Linked DNA regions of Gossypium arboreum: all the other regions are linked to region 1. The links are chromatin contacts, called in public Hi-C maps. All regions are on one chromosome and are shown on one strand. The core of a region is the stretch at or near the end of the contact, and the rest is flanking DNA. Distances in the headings are between cores, read along the strand shown.

Region 1 (4,697 bases), core at 1,600-4,099:
CGGGTCTTTGATCGGGCACAGTTGATACGCAAGTCATCGCAATTTGTAACAGCTGCACCATTTCCTCTTCAATGCTATGATATCTCATTAACTCCACATCAAAAACCTCTGCGGTCCATTCCTCTCGAACCACAGATTGGACCCAACGAGGGAGATCGATCCCCTCTTCCCCTAAAGATGCTTGATTAGGTGCTTTGCCTGTTAATAATTCTAGTAATAACACTCCAAAGCTGTAAACATCGGACTCGAATGTAACTTTGCAGGTTTCAAGTATTTCAGGTGCTCGATAGCCTGCAACACGGCTAGGAGGAGTGGTGTTGCCAAAGAGTGGATTGAGACCAAAGTCGGAGATACAAGCTTTGTGGTCTGATCGTAAAAGAATGTTGGAGGATTTAATGTTGCCATGTACCAGTTTTGCTGAAACATGGAGGTGTTCTAAGCCCCTAGCCGTGCTTAATGCTATCTTCATTCGGTTGTCCCAGTCCAGCGGTGTTCGGCCTGAGCCTCTGCTGCCTGTAACATTTATCACATAATGACGCGGTTTAATTCATTACCAAACTACTAAAACACAACTGTTCTAATTTGCCAACTGGAGAGGAGGGTGCAATTTTCTTTATTAACCAAAATGTAATTAATGGTCAATCAGATACAGATACACTATATTATTATTAACTCATCATTTTAATTAAATCCACTAATACTAAATTACATCATGCCTAATAAATATATTTATTAAAAGTTTATAAAATTTATTATGTCACCGTAATTATTGAATTTTAAAAATATTAAAAATACAATCATAAAAATAATCTGTTTTGTATATATAAAAAGATAATTTAATAATCTTTAAACTGAATACTAAAAATTTAAATATAAAGTAAGGTATTAAAAGTTTTATAAATATAAAAATATTAAATATTATTTTTATACATTCATTATACTAATAATTTGAATTGGAAAAGCAAACTTAAAAACCCAAACCCTGTGTTTTTCCCACTGGTTTCTTGAAATGAAAGGGAAGTAAACTAGTGATGAAGAAAGCCTTAAAAGGAACCCACAAGTGTTTTTTGATTACACTGCAAAAGGAGTCATCATTTCACCAACACCCATGTCTCCATCAATTTCACTCATTTGGAACCCTCAGCACTATATGTAAATGTATGGGGATGAAAATTTGGTGAATCAGAGAAGAATGAATTATGAAATGTACGTTGCATTGAAAGAAAAATCAAATTATCTAAAATAAAAAAAATTAATCCTCAATATGATTTTATTTTTTAAGCATTTGCATGAAAGATAGCTTCTTAAGCCCGGAAAAGAGATGAAATGAAACAGAGAAGCTTACCGTGAAGCAGGGCAGATAAGCTACCATCATGCATGAAGTCGTAAACCAGCAATTTCTCGTCTATGGAGTAATAGAACGCTCTCAATGGAACCAGATTTTCATGTGTGATTTTACCCACCATTTCCATCTGCATTTCGAACTCCCTTTTACTAACCGCCACGTCTTTTAACCGTTTAACTACTACCGTCGTCCCCTCTTCTAGCACCGCCTTGTACGACGTTCCCACGCTGCCTTTTCCCAACACTTCCGCCGATGACCTCAACAAACCCTCCAAATCGAAACTGTAAATCCCGCCTTCAAAGAACACCAACTTGTTTCTTTCCCCTTCTGTGGACGGCCCTCCGATTATTTCATCCTTTGAAGACGAAGTTCCCGCCTCCGCTGACGGAACATCTCTTGTTGTCATCGGCGTAAAAGGCTTCTGCTGCTTCGGAGGCCTTCGTGGCCGTTTACAGAGGCAAAGAATGAGGACTAATAATAACAAAAGTGCTACAATTGCAGACCCCACGGCAATGCCAATAATGGCGCCGGTGGAAAGCTTCCTGGACTTCCTTCTGGAAGTTGTAGGGGGAATGGGCTCGGACGGAGATGGAGCCGGAGGAGGGAAAAATGGGTTACATGGCGGTAGTGGGCCTCCGCAAAGACCGAGATTCCCGGCAAATGATGATTCACGGAAGTTAGATAACGAGCCGGGAATTGAACCGTTAAGGTTGTTATTAGAAACATTGAAATCATCTAAACCGTCGGAGTTGATGGTCGGGAGAGAACCAGAAAACTTATTGTTTTGCAAGAAGAGCCGGGTCAGTTGAGTTAAATTGTTGACGGTGAAAGGGATTGGACCGGTGAAATTGTTAGAAGAAATATCGAGCCGTATCAAACGAGTCAAACGAGTCAGACTAGGAGGGAAGGGGCCGGTGAACTCATTATCTTGTAAATAAAGGCTACGGAGGAGAGTGAGGTTGGAGAAGTCGGCAGGGATGGGACCGAATAAACGGTTGGCTCGTAGACTTAAAACTCGGAGTTGGTTTAACCTACCGACTGTGTTGGGAGGAATAGAACCGATGAGGCCCACACCTGGGAGACGAAGAGTGTAGACGAAAGAGCGGTTGGCATCGCATTCGACACCGACCCAGTCGCAGGCTGAGGTGGATGAGTTCCATTGAACCCGGTTCTCGTGTTTGGTCTGTGAAAGGAAAGCAAGGAGAGCTTGCTTGTCTTCAACTGGTTCCGAGCTTACTCCCAAACTCAGTACCAGAACTGAAACTAAAAAAACACAGACAAAATTTATTACCATTTTGGGATTTTAATTGAAAAATGGGGGGGAAATGCTGCTGTATTAAGCTGTTAGTTTTGGTCGGCTGCTTGCAAGAAGCGGAAATGATTTCCGGTGAGAACCCATAAAAGAAAGAGAAATGAGACAGGGAAGGGGGGGATCACGAGTTTATAAAGTTGAAACAGAAATAAACCCGAGTTAAAACTGAAGGGGAGAGAGAGAATCTGGCGTTGGATCGGCAGGCTTTTATTTTTACTTTCCATATATTGTCCCACATATTCCCGCTCCTCGTTGAAAAAATAATTTTATTAAAATAAAATAATAATTTTAATAATATTAATATTAATAATTAATCTGTAATAGATTGTTAATAATAAATTTATAATATAAAAATATTAATATTCAAACTATAATGAATTTTTATATTATTTTAATGTTAAATATTTTAAAATTAAATAACATTAATATAACTTATTTTAAATTAATTAAATATTTTCAAATATGTTTTATAATTACATTAGTTTTTCAATTGTTTAAAGAAATTCATTATAAAATTTAAACAAAAAATAATATTATAAATTTAATATACACAATTGACCCATGTATCCGCATAATAATATAAATTAGTTATTAACTACGTTGATACTTTTTATTGATATTTCACTCAACACCTTTGGATTTAAGGATTTAAGGTAGTACCCAATTGAATATTGACATGTGTCTTAATAATAATAATAATAATAATATTTTTAAAAAAGAAAATAAGTAAACTTATTTTTAAAAATTTGAAATTTAAACAATTATTTATTTAGGCTTATTCTGCATGTGTGTTTTAATAATTTCAAATAATAATATATTTTAAAAAATAAATTCCAAGTTTTTATAATATAAATTCCATGTTTTTAAAATAAGTTCGAGCGGACGAGAAAAATGCATACTAACACAATCTAAAATGTTCTTAAATTGATAATTAAACAAAATCTTGATTAATTAGAGAATTAATAAAATTTTCTCGAGCATAATTAAAAATTCAAGTATAAACTATTTGTATTTTGGTTAAATATATAAAATTGCATTTTTATTTTTATTAATTTTAGAAAATATTTTTATATTATTTTTGAAATTTTAAAATATATATAATTATTAGAAATATATGTATAGAATGAACTTCAATAACCATTTGTTAAAGTTTATTGTACACGTGAAATAAAAATTCTTAAAATTTAACAAAAATTCAAAAATTAAAATTTTCTAAAACACCTAGAATTTATTTTAAAAATAAATTATATATTACTATTTGAAATTATAAAAATATATAAAATTACCAAAAATACATTTTCGAATGAATTTAAATAAAATGTTGTCCAGATTCAAATGAATATAGACAATTGTTTGTCAATACATATAAATTAAAAATATTCTTAATTTCTTAATATTTTTAAGAAAAAAATTTATTAAATTTTAAGACATGTGTCAACATTCTATTGGCCATGAGCCCAAAATCTAAATGTGTTAGTCAAGTATCAATAAAAGATACCAACTTGGTTAAGGGTTTTAAAGTTTAGGCACTAGATAGGTTCACAAAAAAATTTTGGTACTAAATAAGTACAAGTTGCCAAGTTTAGGGGCCACAATATATATTAGGCTTAAATACCAAAAAATCCCTATGAAAATTATTAAAAAAATCAATTGAGCCCCTCAACAAAAAAATGCACCCAATTGAGTCATTTGAAGTTATTTTTTTGTCCAAACTTTTGACGAGCCATTAACCTGACCTTGACTCAGCAAAGTCGGACACATGTCGAGTTATGAATGGTACACGTGTTATTATGACGTGGAAATAATTTGAACAAGTGGAAAGACCATTTTTGACACATGGATTTAAGAAGAAGAAGCATGATTTAAGGGTTAAAATTTTGGGTTTAGGGGTCACCATCCTCATCAAATCCCTAATCTAATAAAGAAGCGCAAAACAAGACAAAGGCAACACATTTTCAATCAGAAACGAATGAAGTAGACAACACTCGTACTATTGTCCTCTATAAGCATAAAAAATCAAACCATCATGCATAATCTCCC
Region 2 (4,697 bases), core at 1,196-3,695, 440 kb before region 1:
CAGCTTATACAATGGGATTTTTTTATTACCGAAGTCAGTATGCGTTGATATGGAACAAATTATAGCCAAGCATTGGTGGTAAAAGGGGTTCGGGAGAAGGGGGATACATTGGTAGTCATGGAATAACTTATGTGAATTAAATGAATTCAGTGGTCTTGGTTATTGTAATTTTGCAAAGTTTAATTTAGCCCTCTTCGCTAAGCAAGGATGGCGATTAATTGAAAACCCCAATTCTCTTTTAGCACAGACGCTAAAGGCCAAATATTATTTGAATACTGATTTTCTAAACTCAAAGCTAGGAAACTTACCTTCATATACTTGGAAAATTATATGGGCTGCAAAAGGCCTTTTGCGGACAGGATTATGTTGGAGGGTGGGAAATGGCCGAAATATAAGTATTGAAGAGGATGTCCGGGCTCCGAAGGATGAAAATCTACATATTCAAAAAATAGTAAGAAATCAAAATTTATTGAAGGTAGCAGACCTGATTGATAGCAATGCTAGATCATGGAAAACAGAGTTGATTATAGATACCTTTTCCGTAGAAGATGCTCAGAGAATACTCCAAATCCCGCTTGCTCACTCCCTATAGGACAACTTTATGGCTTGGAGAGGCGAACCAACAGGCGAATATACAGTCCAAAGTGGGTACAGATTACTCTTTCAAGGCAATTCCATCAATAATAATAGATACAACCCAAATGAAAACAGGAAATGTTGCAAAAAAATGTGGAATAGTGACCTCCTCAAAATTAAAAATTAGAGCCTGGAGAGCCACTCTAAACTACCTTCCTACACTATCAAATCTATGCATTAAAAGACTAGCTAATGACGCCGTCTGCCCGAGATGTCAGCAAGGTGTGGAGAATATGGATCACGTCTTTCGAGAATGCGCTACTTCAAGGGAAACATGGAATAGCTTAAAATATGACTGGCCTGAAAGAATAGCAAATCTGAAATTTATGGAATGGTTTACTTGGATCATGCTAAGCAGCAGTACTGATATCTGTCGATCATTTCTATGCACCATTTGGGTTATCTAGTCGGCTAGAAACAAATGGATTCACGAGGGTAAGAAAATGTAGGGACAGAGACGGCAAGATTCAGCTTACAGTACTTACAAGAACTAAATAACATTAAATGGGAAAAACTTGCCTTTAGCCCGATAAGTGCAGAATGGAGGCCTCCGATTCAAGGTATCTACAAAATCAATTTCGATGCAGCAGTGGACCTTAAAACACAAAGGTCATGTTCGGGACTCATAGTCAGAGACTGGAAAGGGAAAATCCTAGCCACAAAAACCATAAATCATGAGAATATACCTTCGAGGTTTGCAGCCGAGTCTGTTGCATGTTTACAGGCAGTTATCTTAGGAAGGGATCTAGGATTAAAGTTTGTTGACATTGAAGGGGATTCTTTGACAGTGATAAAAAAAGCTCAAACTAAGATCATAGACAAGTCGGTAATCGGCGTAGACATTCAAGACATTCAAGAAATGTGCAAGATTTTCTATGAAAGTAAGTTCATTTATGTACGAAGAAAAGCAAACGAACAAGCGCATGATCTGGTATCAAAAGGCTTAAAAATGGTAGAAAAGACTTACATTATTCACAGACCAGTTGCTGAGGGCGTCACAGAGGCAGAAATTGATCGAGGATGGGGGTGAAGAATTCCAACAGGTGGATGATTTAGAGAAGGAACCCTAATGAATACCAGTCTTTTGTCCTTCTCCAAGAGCTGTAAATGAAAATGAAGATATTTTAAGAAGATTTTTAGGAAATAACAGCTCATTAATGTTGGGTTGTCTTTTCATGTCTTTTATTTTTTTTGTTTTGCAAAGAGTGGCAGGCCCTTCGTGGCCAACAGGCCGATTTAGTTGAGGATTCTGTTTATTTTAATTTATCTTAATAAATACAACCTAATTTTCTTTCAAAAAATATAAATATTTAAAATATGTTAAAGTTGTAAATATTTATAAATCTAATAAAAATATATAAAATATTATATGTTTTGAGATTTCCTTTAAAGAAGATAACAAAATAAAACAATTTTGATTAAGTAAAATTTAATGCTTATATTTGAATAATTGAAAACATGTTAACGAGGCTTTGACATATTTGGATTTTTTTTACATTATTCTATGTTTAATTTTATTTAAATCCAAATTTAGGATATATTTCTATTTTCAACTCATAGTCATTCATATTAAATTTATTCTAATTCTGATTCCTATAAACTTCTAAAATGAAGAACAGAGAAAATGATAAGTGGGAGATTTTTTTCAAAACAATGGGGGCCAAGTGGAACTTTCAGCATCCTTCCGCTCAGTGCGGATAAAGTATATACCATCTTTTTTCTACCTTAAAAATAGAAAGTTGGAAAAAGTGGATTAAGTCAACTGGAAAGCCAGCCTATAAGATGACATCCATCTTGCGCCTTAGCCACGCCCCTTTTATATTCATTGCTCTGTGCCCGTATCCCATTTGTTTCATTTTTCCCTCTTAACGTTTTCGCATCAGAGCCCGGGATTCATTAATCATAGACTCTTCTCACCTGTATTAAACTACCGCCATTCCTTTACATTTTGATCCCCAAAAGAAAGGGAAAAAAAACCCAGTTTGTCTTTTTTTATTCTTTGGGTTTGTGTAGATTTGTTAAGGATTTTAAGGTTGTTCTCTTGTTTTGTTTTGTGATCAAAAAAGGGTTTTCTTTTCTTTTGTTTTTTCTCCATTGGTGTTTGGTTTGTAAGTTGAAGTAAAAACAAAAAAGGGAAAGAAGGAAAATGGACAAGAAAAAGATTGCGGTCCCACTTGTATGTCATGGCCATTCACGTCCTGTTGTGGATCTCTTTTATAGTCCTGTCACTCTAGATGGCTTTTTTCTCATTAGTGCCAGCAAAGGTAGTTACTATTTAGTATTTATTTGGTCTCTGACTTTTGTTCTTCTGTAAAATGCATTATGATTTTGTTGTTTATTTATTGTCTCTGGAAAGGGGTTTATATACAAGTAATTGATTGTCTTAAATCCACTTTTTAATCCCTTTCTAGGCTTATTTGTAGTGTATATTTGATTGATTTGATTATATAAATCATTATATGAATATAAGTGGTGGCTATTAGTACATTATAATGTTAAGACCTTAATTTTTCATAGAACAATGAAAGATATGTAGTTCTTTAGAGGGATAAATCGATATTGATCTCATGCTCGTAAAAATGATGCTTTATTTGCCTGGTTCAGATTCCAGTCCCATGCTGAGGAATGGTGAAACTGGAGATTGGATAGGAACGTTTGAAGGACACAAGGGTGCAGTGTGGAGTGTTTGCTTGGATACAAACGCTTTACGGGCTGCTTCTGGTTCTGCCGACTTTACTGCGTAGTTATTCATTCTTGATCGCTGTTATTTGCTATATGTTTTTGTACTCTAAAAGTTGTTTGTCTGTTTATTTATTGTTTGTGATTGCATATATATGCAGATTTGGAATATAACACGGGAGGTCTTTGAACATCTCACTATAAATTGCCGATTTGTAGTGCTGCTTTTCTTGTGCCTGCTCTGTACAATTTTCTATCTGCTGTTGATTATTGATTCTCAAATAATACACTATCACTTAAAAGTAGACAATACTTTTAATAATGGTTTGCTTACCCTACGTAACTGCTCGTGCTTCAATCTCCTACTGCTATAGTTTGAATTGAGATATTTTAACTTGGAATCTTGGACGGTATATGTTGTTTCAACTGCTGTTTCTTTATGGGGTTGTTCATTGATAAAAGGTTGATAGATCTTGTGAAATGCCATTTCTTTTGTGCAGGAAAGTGTGGAATGCACTAACAGGTGACATATTGCACTCATTTGAGCATAAGCATATAGTTCGAGCTTGTGCTTTTTCTGAGGTAAATTTGATGCTTTTCATTCCGTTTAAGCTTTCACTTGGATGAACTAGTCTAGTTGATACATGGTGGAATATGGTAGGGCAAATTAAAGAAAGATATGGTGTTAGAAATGTGTACAGCGTATGTGGGTTCGTGAATCATCGTTCTTTTGATAAAAGGATATTTATACGATATATTAGGCAGGTTGTTGAACAGCTTTCTAGGTTACCCTTTTTGTCATTATTACTATGTGAAAGTAATTTTAATTGCTTACAGATAACCTCTGTGGTTCTTGTGAATAGTACTGATTGTTTCTAAATGCAAGCTAGTAGTGCAACATTTAATGGCTTCTCTTGATCTTTAGTCTATTTGGTTGCTTTGACAAGGAAATTTAAACTATGTTTTGACTTCTGAAGGCCTGGTCAACATGCAATGAATTTTTGTCACAATTATCATAATATTTTTGTTCATTTTGTTATTCTTGTAAGGAATTTATTAGAATACGAAGGAACCTCTACCTTCTCTGCTATTACAGATATAGGTGGACCATTTCTCCACTATTAAAGCCGTAATTGTTGATACTATCATATTAATATGGAAAATCATAAATAAAGACATTCTGAATTGACTTGTGTAAATTTGTCCATATATGAAGTCATACTCATAGGAATCACGGTGAATGTTGGGATTATTGAAAAGATAGTGCATTGTTCTATCTTATCTGAAAATAGCACTAGTTTTCAGTTTTTCTTAAAGGCCTTTTGCTCATCATTAGTTAAGTTCTGTTGTGGAATTGTTGATTTCTTTGTACCCAATATTAA
Region 3 (4,697 bases), core at 1,129-3,628, 300 kb before region 1:
AAGATTTGTTTTAGGAATATAATTAAGTCATTTGGGTCTTTGTATTATCTGGTATCCGAATCTGGTGATCGGGTTGGGTCTAGGGTGTTAAAAGAACTGAAACATAAGATTGTTGCACTTGAAATTGAAATATTGAAACATTAGATTGTTGTACTAGAAATCTGAGTTTGGTGAGAAAAAATCAAAGCTATATGAACTAGAGATAGGAAGGATGCAGATGGTGGAAGCTTTGAATTTTTTCTATCATCTCCACCATGAAGAGAAGACAAACAAAGTGATGACAATGATTTTGAATTTCAACTTTGAGAACTCATCCACCATCACAAGGTCTACCGTGTAAGAAATAATAAGCAGTTGAAATGGTTTCAAAAGATTAAGATGGATTGTTCCTCCATCATTGATGAATGGGACGACCTGTTGCTAGAACTCGTAAAAAGTGTCGAAGAAACTAGCACGATGTTGCGTCCTCAAGAGGATTGATTTTTCAAAGTAAGTATAGTATAATGCACACTTTTAACTTTTCATCTGAAATATTATGACATCTTTGTTAACATCTTACTAAGTATTTCTTTATATTTTGAGTCGAATGGCGACTCTCCTTTTCTCAAAGTAGTTAAAATTGCTTCTGCTTTAGATTTAGAACAGGTTCAAATCTCCTGCTTTGTGTTTATTTTTTAAAGTAGTTTTTTATGGACCTAGAAATGGGAAGATTTTTGAAGTTATCTTTTGTTTGGATATTGTTCTTCCTATATTGAAGCTGAAGAGTTAAGGATTTGAATATAATTGAAATTTTCTTTTTCTTCTTTGAATCGTTTAAATGTGAATGCTGCAATTTTATTTTTAATTTATTTTTTGTGGTTTAGGGCAAAAAACAACAAGAAATTTAGAGTTAAAAGTTATTGTGATCTAAACATTATCATTATTAAATTATTTTTTTTTACTCTCCCTCAAAGAAATAATCTATCTTCTTCAACAAAAGAAGGTCCTAACTAGTGTCAATATTTTCTTCAATTCCACTATTCTTGCTCTTAGCGTTAGATCAGAACTCAACACCCCCGATTTTGTCATCTGATTCTTTTTGTTGTTAAACTATTGGCATCTCTCTCGCTTAAATCCTTTCTGTTTCCTTTTAATTTTTCTATTAGTTTTTAGAGTTATTTTTTGAATAAGTTGGCTTTTAGTTGAGATTTAATCCCAACCAACTTGGCATGATACATAAAATTGCAAGCCCTAGTAAGTTGGCAACCCAATGTATCTGGCAATGATAGGAAGTTATTTTCAAATTTTGCTTTTTCCTACTATTTAAATTCTAGTTTCGCCTCAAACTTCTGGTTTCTTCAAAGCTCATTTCCAAAAAGTCCTGCTAAATATTTTCAATTTCTAGTTTCACAAAAATTGTTTTTAAACTCGGGATTAATCATTTACACTATTTAAAAAATAGGTTGAGCCTTGTGATTAATGTTAAAATTCTTTTGGTTATTATTTAATTAAAAACTGAATCTGTTTTGAAAAAAATGAATCGAGCTTCGAGATTGCCTTCTAAAATTTTCAATTCTGTTTTCTTTTATCAAAAATCAAATTTATTTTTCAAGATAGAGGTTGTACCTTGAGATTGTTGTTGAGGTGCTTTCAATTGTTGTTTTTATCAAAAATTATATCCATTTTTAAGAAATGGGCCAAGCCTCGGGAGTTAGGATTATTGTTGAGGTTTTTTTTTTTTCAATTGTCATTTTATCAAAAATTGAATTTGTTTTCAAAAAAAGGGTTGAGCCTTGAGATTGCTGTTGAAGTCCTTCTAATTATCAATTTATAAAAGAATCGAATTTCCTTTCAAAAAATGGGTTGAGCCTTAGGATTGTCATTGAGATCCTTTTAATTGTCATTTTATGAAAAATCAAATATGTTTTCTAAAAAAGGGTCAAGTCTTAGTATCATCGTCGAGGTATATTTAGTTTTTGTTATATTAAAGTTGAATCCATTTTCATGAAATGAATCAAGTCGTAGGAATTTTCATCAAGATAGACAAGATCATGATCTCGGGCAAAATAGTTACGTTTCATCTTTGCATTGTTTCTGATTTTTAGCAACATTGTAACCACATTTTGTGGTACATTAGATAAATTACATGATGTTTTGAATGATATTTTGGAAATATTTTGAGGACTAAGAATAATTTGAATCTGTATGTTTTTGGAGATATTTTAGACTTAGATTTTGATTTCCCTACACCTAGGTATAGACACATACATGCATCTGTACAACTCAAATAGAATGAATAAAAATGAACAATAACCAAGAGAAGTACCGACACGGTACAAACATTTTAACTCTATTTTGCTTAATTTATGTTGGTTTTGCACTCAAAGATACTCGAACTGTACAGTAAGTTTAGGTGTGTAAAAGATATGTGCAAGATGAGTAATGTATTTGGTCTAAGTCTAAATTGAGATTGGAGGAAAAAAGTGTTGCAAAAGTGCCTTCTCCTCTCCATCAACCATCTCTTTCAATTCAATCCATGTTTTTAGCATCTACAAATATAAACGATTCGACCAAGTTTTTGCAATTTAATTTTATATATTTGAAAATTTTTACTCAATTTCTATCCCACTCATGATTGTGTATTGGTGTTTTTTAATGAAAAATGAGGAAAGAGAAAGTATCTAAAAAGATGGATACATAGCTCATTTCGTCTACTCTCTCACTTTCTCTTTTTCATCCATTTCTTACTCACTCTGTCTCTCCCAACTTTGGGCCATGCTAGATCTGCCCCTTCTTTCAATATTTGAAAACCAAGAAACTAATTTTAATTTGAATCATGTTGCGGTACGACTCCACCTCGTCATCAGCGGGAAGTAGCAGTGGCAGCTTATCATCCTCCTCCTCCTCGTCCAAGCCACCGCAGCAAGATATTGATGGACTACTCGCCGGTGCTGGTTATAAAGTCCGGTCGTCGGAGTTACGACAAGTAGCTCAACGACTGGAACGACTCGAAACCGCCATGGGTAATTCGCCTGCAGATTTCTCTCAACTTGCCTCTGATGCTATACTCTATAACCCTTCTGATCTGGTCTGCTGGGTCGACTCGCTGCTAACTGAGTTCGCTGAGCCTCCTCCCACTTGCTCCTCCGACTTCATCGTGGATCCCGTAAACAATCAAACGGTGGTAAACAGCGCGTGGACCACCGCCGAACCTCATACACCGCAGGTGCACCAGAATATTACTTATGACGAGCAACAGAGTTTGGATAATCAGTTGACGGTTGTCACGGCCATGGAAGAAGATTCGGGTATAAGGCTGGTCCACATGTTGATGACTTGTGCTGAGTGCGTCCAAAGTGGAGACCTCTCATTGGCTACTTCATTGATCGGCGACATGCAAGGGTTACTGACTCATGTCAACACCGTTTGCGGTATCGGTAAAGTTGCTGGACATTTTATCGACGCTTTAAGCCGCCGTATTTTCCAAGGAATGGGCGGTGGCTCTGTCAACGGTGGCTCGGCTTTTGAGAACGAGATTTTGCATCATCATTTTTACGAAGCTTGTCCATACTTGAAATTCGCTCACTTCACGGCCAATCAGGCGATCCTCGAAGCTTTCGACGGTCACGATTGCGTACACGTGGTGGATTTCAATTTGATGCACGGCCTACAATGGCCAGCTTTGATACAAGCCCTGGCTTTACGTCCTGGCGGACCTCCTTTGCTCCGTTTGACTGGCATTGGACCGCCATCACCAGATGGCCGTGACTCACTTCGCGAGATCGGTTTACGACTCGCCGAGTTGGCTCGGTCCGTCAACGTCCGCTTTGCCTTCCGTGGAGTCGCGGCTTCCAGGCTGGAAGACGTTAAGCCTTGGATGCTTCAGGTGAATCCAAAAGAAGCGGTGGCAGTTAACTCCATCATGCAGCTTCACCGTTTACTCGGATCTGAACAGACCCGGAATTCTCCTATCGACACCGTGCTGAGCTGGATCCGGGGCTTAAACCCGAAAATTATGACAGTGGTGGAACAAGAAGCAAACCACAATCAACCAGGTTTTCTGGACCGGTTCACAGAAGCTCTTTATTATTATTCAACGATGTTCGATTCTTTAGAAGCTTGCAGGGTTCAGCCGGAAAAAGCTTTAGCCGAGATATACATTCAGAGGGAAATAGGGAACGTAGTGAGCTGTGAAGGGTCGGCTCGAGTAGAAAGGCACGAGCCATTGGCTAAATGGAGGAGACGGCTGAGTGGAGCCGGGTTTAGGGCATTGCATTTGGGGTCCAACGCGTTTAAACAGGCTAGCATGTTACTCACATTGTTCTCGGCGGAAGGGTATTCAGTGGAAGAAAATGAAGGGTGTTTGAGTCTTGGTTGGCATAGCCGCCCTCTCATCGCGGCTTCGGCTTGGCAAGCCGTGCCAGCGTGGGATAATCATATGTCATCTTCATAGTAGGGGCAGGGTAATAGTAACTAAGATCTTGCTGTAAATCCAGAGTAATTTGGTTATTTTTTGAAATTCTATCTTTTTTACCTTTCAATGCATTTCACCAAACTATTTTCTATAAAATTTTACTTCAGGAGAATCTGTTCGTAGCTATTTAGGAATCATTTTTCTCAATCTATCTTTAAATTGGGTAATGCAAGTAGTAGCAATGTATTCGGTTTCGGTTGCATTATTTTAGTAATATATCAGAATAATTATTTTTTTCGATCTA

The links. Hi-C and Micro-C count contacts between places; a contact is called where the count stands out from the background.
Region 2: a contact with region 1 is called in a Hi-C map of leaf, with 5 times the contacts expected there. The contact joins the promoter of LOC108486348 here to the promoter of LOC108484342 in region 1. A contact is called at or near these places in 2 of 5 Hi-C or Micro-C datasets (both in leaf).
Region 3: a Hi-C map of leaf shows a contact between it and region 1, with 4 times the contacts expected there. The contact joins the promoter of LOC108454266 here to the promoter of LOC108484342 in region 1. A contact is called at or near these places in 2 of 5 Hi-C or Micro-C datasets (both in leaf).

Annotation. Positions count from the first base shown.
Region 1 is chr6:131,641,074-131,645,770 of ASM2569848v2, reverse strand. LOC108484342 (probable inactive receptor kinase At2g26730) reads right to left here and starts at 2,849. Exons shown (of 2, transcript XM_017788095.2): 1 at 1,346-2,849; 2 at 1-513. The coding sequence starts at 2,639.
Region 2 is chr6:132,082,528-132,087,224 of ASM2569848v2, reverse strand. LOC108486348 reads left to right here and starts at 2,445. Exons shown (of 7, transcript XM_017790360.2): 1 at 2,445-2,900; 2 at 3,241-3,376; 3 at 3,816-3,897. The coding sequence starts at 2,783. LOC128294189 (a long non-coding RNA gene) reads right to left here and starts at 1,838. Exons shown (of 2, transcript XR_008284489.1): 1 at 1,604-1,838; 2 at 1,182-1,288. It overlaps LOC108484660 (a long non-coding RNA gene), which reads right to left and starts at 1,043. Exons shown (of 4, transcript XR_008284490.1): 1 at 535-1,043; 2 at 309-433.
Region 3 is chr6:131,942,393-131,947,089 of ASM2569848v2, reverse strand. It overlaps LOC108454266 (protein SLENDER RICE1-LIKE 1-like), which reads left to right and starts at 2,378. Exons shown (of 1, transcript XM_017752671.2): 1 at 2,378-4,565. The coding sequence starts at 2,816. The coding sequence ends at 4,432.